Regions from separate parts of the Hordeum vulgare genome. Here region 2 is linked to region 1. A link is a contact called in public Hi-C data. All regions are on one chromosome and are shown on one strand. Each heading gives the region's core, a stretch centred on a gene start, on an enhancer-like site or on the middle of the called end of the contact. The rest is flanking DNA. Distances are from core to core; before and after follow the strand shown.

What was found. A called contact is a pair of places that touch in the nucleus more often than the background predicts.
Region 2: a Hi-C map of leaf shows a contact between it and region 1, with 2.7 times the contacts expected there. The contact joins the promoter of LOC123398697 here to the promoter of LOC123451854 in region 1. A contact is called at or near these places in 3 of 6 Hi-C or Micro-C datasets (leaf and seedling) and 1 of 1 datasets of contacts at active chromatin or transcription factors (embryo).

What each region holds. Positions count from the first base shown.
Region 1 is chr5H:114,024,937-114,027,989 of MorexV3_pseudomolecules_assembly, reverse strand. It overlaps LOC123451854 (F-box/LRR-repeat protein 3), which reads left to right and starts at 1,480. Exons shown (of 7, transcript XM_045128397.1): 1 at 1,480-2,536. The coding sequence starts at 1,883.
Region 2 is chr5H:114,552,383-114,555,435 of MorexV3_pseudomolecules_assembly, reverse strand. It overlaps LOC123398697 (oligopeptide transporter 1-like), which reads right to left and starts at 1,616. Exons shown (of 6, transcript XM_045093147.1): 1 at 1,519-1,616; 2 at 864-1,315; 3 at 675-772; 4 at 1-542. The coding sequence starts at 1,534.

The sequences.
Region 1 (3,053 bases), core at 231-2,730:
CATGAGAATCAGAGAATCATCAACGAATAAAAGGTGTGATTTAGATGGTGCATTTCTGCACACTCTAATTCCCTCTATGCCACCAGCTTCTTCTTCAAATTGCAATAAACTAGAAAGACCTTGTGCACAAAGGAGAAAAAGGTAAGGGGAGAGTGGGTCCTCCTGCCTAATACCCCTAGTCGGGATGAATACATCCGCCTCCTGAGAGTTAAGCCTTATTTTATCTAACAGAGCCAACACAAGCCATTATCATTTCAATCCATTGTTCATGAAAACCCAACTTCACCATCATATCATGCAAAAAGGACCATTCCAGCGTGTCGTATGCCTTGTGCATGTCCAATTTAACTGCACATAGTCCAGTCTGACCAGCCCTCTTGTTCTTTATTTTATGCACACATTCATAAGCTATACGGATATAATCCGTGATCATCCTTCCAGGAACAAATGCAATTTGGGCGGGGGAGATAATCTCAGGCAATATATTTTTCAACCAAAGTGCAAGCATTTTAGAGATGATTTTATAAAAAACTTTACACAAGCTTATGTGACATAATTGAGTTACCAGTTCCGGACTGTCAATCTTGGGAATCATGACAATAGTTGTGTCATTCCATTCATTCGGGGTCTGTCTTGAATTAATAGCAAATAACACCTCATGAGTAATCTTCATTATTCATTACCTTTATCTTTCTAAATCGAGTAGATAAATACTATAGCTCTCCCGAATTTTCAAACAGATCCTTGTTACATTGTTACTATCCTCTAGTGTATGCAATAGTAAAGAACAAGACCTCCTCCAATTCAAAAGAATTCCATAGAATTTCTGGAGGATAAGAATCCCTAAGATTTTGTCCATACATTTGTTGTTCGATTCACACGATCCTATATGATTTTTTCTATGAAATTAATAAGTGTGCTATATATTTCATTGAAAATCTAAGATCCACTTCAATATCTGTTTTCTAATATATTTGTTTTCCGATGACATCAAACACTCTGTGTTAATTTTATAGAATTCAAGTGTACATCCACTCTGTGTTTTGAAAACCCAGCAAATCAAAGAGGGCCTAAATCTAGCAAAAAGAACAAGATGAAGAGAAGGGATATTCTTTGTGAGCAGGGAATATACCACTGAAGCAAGCGGAGCGTGGCCGCGCTCGACAATTTTTTTGGCCACGTTTTCTTGGCTTTACATTCCAGAACCCAAATTGCGCTCCATCGGAAGGAAAACGATGCCGAAAACGTGACCACCCACTTGCCGAGAAACAAGGACGGACCTGCGCTGCTGCACTGCACTTAAGAGAGTGAGTCATAATAATTCGTCCATAGATTAATGCAGAGCAGTACGGACGCAGTACTATCATCATCTCTGCCGTCGTCGGAAAGAAAAGAAAAGAAAAGCAAAGCAAAGAAAACCATGGGCGGGGCGGCCGTCCGTTGGACATTTTGGTCATCTTGTTCCGTCTCAGGTGATACCTCCACCTGTGGGCCGAGGCAGGCGCTACTCCGACAGGTGCTACCTATCCACATCTTTCTCCTCCCATCCTCCCTCCCTCTCCCCACTCCCCACCCATCTACCCACCTTCCTCCCTCCGTACCTTCGCCACCACCGGCCGTCGCCTTGCCGCTCCTCCGCCGCCCGGATCAGGAACGATCGCACCGTGCGGCCGCCTCCCGCCCTGCGCGCGGATCCTACCATGCTGAGGCGCTGCGCCCCATACCGACCCCGCAGGGCCGCCGCCGTACCGCGCCTCCCGATCCCCGGCGGCCACCCCTACCTCGTCGCCCTCTCCTTCCTCTTCATCCCGACCTAAGCTCCACGCCTCGCCGACAGGCCGGCCCTCGCCGCCGGAGCTGCCCGGTGGAATCGTCAGCCGCGATGAGCGAGGAGGAGGCGCAGAGGTACGGCGGCGGGACCGGCGGCGGCGGCGTCGGTGCGCTGTCCGTGGATCTGCTCGGCCAGGTGCTCGATCGCGTGCTGGAGCGGCGGGACCGCAAGGCCTGCCGCCTCGTCAGCCGCGCCTTCGCGCGCGCTGAGGCCGCGCACCGCCGGGCCCTCCGGGTGCTCCGCCGGGAGCCGCTCCCTCGCCTGCTCCGCGCCTTCCCGGCGCTCGAGCGCCTCGATCTCTCAGCCTGTGCCTCGCTCGACGACGCGTCTCTTGCAGCCGCTTTAGCCGGCGCGGACCTCGGCACCGTCCGACAGGTCTGCCTGGCGCGGGCCAGCGGAGTGGGCTGGCGCGGGCTGGAAGCCCTCGTGGCCGCCTGCCCCAGGCTCGAGGCTGTCGACCTGTCGCACTGCGTCGGTGCTGGGGATAGGGAGGCTGCCGCCCTGGCCGCCGCCTCTGGGCTGAGGGAGCTAAATCTGGAAAAGTGCCTTGGGGTCACTGATATGGGGCTCGCCAAGGTAGCCGTGGGCTGCCCCAGACTGGAGACTCTGAGCTTCAAGTGGTGCCGTGAAATCTCTGACATCGGCGTCGATCTGCTTGTCAAAAAGTGCCGCGACCTCCGCAGCCTTGACATCTCCTACCTAAAGGTTATACTCCCATATGAGCTGTTTGAACTCATTGCCCTATGCAGTGGAAAGGTCTAGGTTCGGGCTCTCGGGTTAGGACTAGAACCCTTGATAAACAGGAGAAACGATGTGGCGACCAACAGAGTTAAGAGTGGGACTTTGATGTTTATTGATTGCTTTTAGACCCAGAAAATGTCAAAGAGATTCGGGGTATTGGACCATTGGACTTATTAGGTGGTTCATCCAGTTTAGAGATTGATGCATTTGTTAGGTGTCTTGTAGGGTAGTATGGGTCAATTTATGCAGACACCTTTGGAAGAATGCAGCTGGAATAGGAAACTTTCTTGCATATCTGTTCTGGTGGCTAGTATATAGGCTCTTAAAAAAACTCGTGACCTCTTGGATCACACTTTAGTTTCATCTTCCTTCCCAAGAAAAGTTCAAATTTGGTGCCAGATGGCAAATACATTTGAAAAAACTGTACCGTATGATAGGTACTGCTATGTATTGTAGGAGTTAGAGGGGGAAAATATGGATT
Region 2 (3,053 bases), core at 367-2,866, 530 kb before region 1:
TGGACAAGAGACCAGCAAAGCCGAATCCATAGTTGAGGGCGAAGAGCACGCTGAGGTGAATGCGGCTGTAGGCGTTGTACTCGTGGAGGTTGAGCGTGAAGGTTTTGGGGTCGAGGATGCGGTTGGTGTCATAGCGGTTGCCTGCAGCGTCGAAGACGTGCGACGAAATGATAGGGAAGCGTTTGGCATTGTAGGTGTTGGTCCAGTAGAGGAGCGGCACGGCAAAATAGTTGTTGAGGGAGAAGCCGGCCATCATGTTGAAGATGGCGAACGCCGGGGAGGCGAGCGGGTTGCCGATGAACCCCGCGACGGTGTTCCAGTCGAGGCCCAAGGAGCCGACGCCGAGGCCCTTGAGACCGGAGCCGATCTGCTGCGCCGTGATAGAGTCTTTGTAGAACCAGCAGAGCGCCGAGAGGGTGCTCGCCGCTGGGAACAGGTAGCTGGGGATCAAGTAGTAGGCGAAGCTGCAGATCATCACGATGAAGAAGAATTGCAGCCGTGTCAGCTGCCCCTTGGGCCTCTTCTCCTCCTCGTGCATCGCCCTGTATATGGTCATACGACGGTCTATGGTCATGCAGTTTTGGTCCATATATTATAATAATATACATCATTCATTTGTATAGACAAGTTGCATTGCTTCAAGTCTCTCTCAACAACTCTACGTACGTACTGACCTGAAGAGGGTGACCTGGACAAGGTTTAGAGGCCACCACATGTAGGCCGAATCCACCAGGTACGTCCTAAACAAGCCAGCCCATCCGTACCCAAGCAACTGAAATTAAACAGAGCCCCACATTGGCCAAAATGACCTCGAAATTCAGCCAATGGATATGGAATGAAAAGTCGAGCTAATATTGGATCACCTGGGTTGTTTGCGCGAGCAGCATGGCCGCGTAGGGGTTGATCTGCCGCTTATAGAAGACCTTGACGATGGCGATGATGTTCATGGCATAGACGCCGCTGGCGCCCGCACCGGCGAAGATTGTGATGAGGCAGTGCTCCTTGAGACTGAAAGGGCCGGGGTTGAGGGTGAAGGTCCAGCCCATGAGCGGGACGCGTATGAGCTTCGCCGGCAGCGCCGACGCCATGAACCGGCCGATGGGCAGGGTGGCGATCTGCACCACCACGGTGCCGATGCTCAGCTGGTTGGACCGGTACATGAAGAACTCGTTGACGAAGGCCAGCAGCACGCAGGACGGCATCCCCAGCACCCATGTTCGGAACGTCAGGGACGGCTCCGAAGGGTCGTCGGTTATCGGCACCGTGTTCCGGACCTCCTCGATCGGGTGGTCGTTCACCTCTTCTTCTGCATCGTCTGCAGATCAGTTATCATTTGCAGTAACAGCGATCAAACTAGCGAAACATTGAGATCTCCATTTGGCTTTGTTTGGTACAAAGATCACGTGAAGCTCCGATGGCAAGATGAAATTATGAAAACCATGCTTGATCCAAATGAATGAATGCATTAACAACAGAATGACACGAAAGAAGACGCAGAAAGGTTGCGGGCAAACGTACAGCGGGTTTCTGCCATCGGAACGTGCTCGCCGGGCTCGGGCCTCCCGGCCTACGGAAAGTTGGCGGTCTCCTCCAGGGGACACGCCAGGGCAATGCGCGCTAGCTGCCGTTGAAACCTCTTTGGTTTAAGAGTGACCTTCTCCGTTTCAGTTTGTGTCGTATTTCTAAAATAGGCTGGCTATTATTAGAAACAATCTCGCATGACCTCACTTGTTTGTAGGGTCTCAGATCCTGAGATGCAGTAACCTTGTAGCTTGAAAGAGGAGTTGTCGGTGACCTTTCGGGGTTTCCGCTATTTGTCTGTCACTCAACAGCCGGCTCCCGCATCTGTATGTCAAGTAAACAGCATAAAGCAATCACAATTAGGGTTAGGGCAAAAATAACTACCAGTTTTATTTTCGGCCCTGACGCCTGCTACTTTTTCGTAACTCTATTAAAAAAAAATCTGATCATCGTACTCATCCATCCTCTTCCTCTTTTGTTTCTTTTCCACACACCTCCAGAGTGAATTCAATAAAGAATTCTAGTAAAATCTCATACGGCATACAATAGACATATATATAAATAGAGATCCACGCATACCTTATGTAACTGTAATCGTCATGTATGAGGCAGCGATATGGCTATCCCCGGCAGCCTGGACATCCACAGATTCGGGGCTTCTTTGAATCGAGGAGCCGCTACGCGCTCACAGAAGATGGATACGTGAAGAATCTATGTTCTCACCTCCCAGCTTCGTGTATGACTGGGAATTCCCGTTTGACTTGTTCTCTTTTTAAGGATCCACTTGCCCGGTTACCCCGAAAATTGGGAGCACGTTCCAAAACAAAGCAATTGGACGGAGAGTTTTCAGTTGGTGGATTAAGGAAAGAAATCAGGAGCCATTTTTCCATACGATTCCTGACTAATCGCGTGCAATAAAAGATCTGCTCCACAATCACCGCACGGCTCCCGGAAACAATCGTACCAGCGAGGAAATCAAGGAAAAAGTTATACTCGGCTCAGTTTTCGTCGAGTGAGCACGTATATTTCGCTGCGCATACCTGGGGCCCCTTGCATCTGTGGCGCGGGCCGGCCGCCCCTCTCGCCCGGGAGTCCCTAATCAGCGCTTGGTTTTGGGCCGGCACATGTAGCGCTCGCCTGATCGCTCGCTCCTGACTGATCGCTCGCTAGCTCCGGTCTGATCGTTCCCTCCCTGGCTTGAGGACTGTTTTTGGTCGTGCGTACTTGATCAGTTAGTTAGTCAATCGTTGACTTTAATAAAAAAGAAGAAAATAAAATAAAAATAAAAATAATAAAAAATAGGTATTTCAAAATAATTCATGAAAAGGTATCGAGATAGTCAAAAGTAGTAATCAGAATGACCCGACACAACACGAAAACCATGTAGCGCTCGCCTGATCGCTCGTTCCTACTTGATCGCTCGCTCGCTCCCGCCCTCCCTCGCTCGAGGACTGTTTTGTCATGCGTAATTGATCAATTAATTAGTCAACCATTGACTTTAATAAAAAAGAAGAAAAAAAATAAAAATAAAT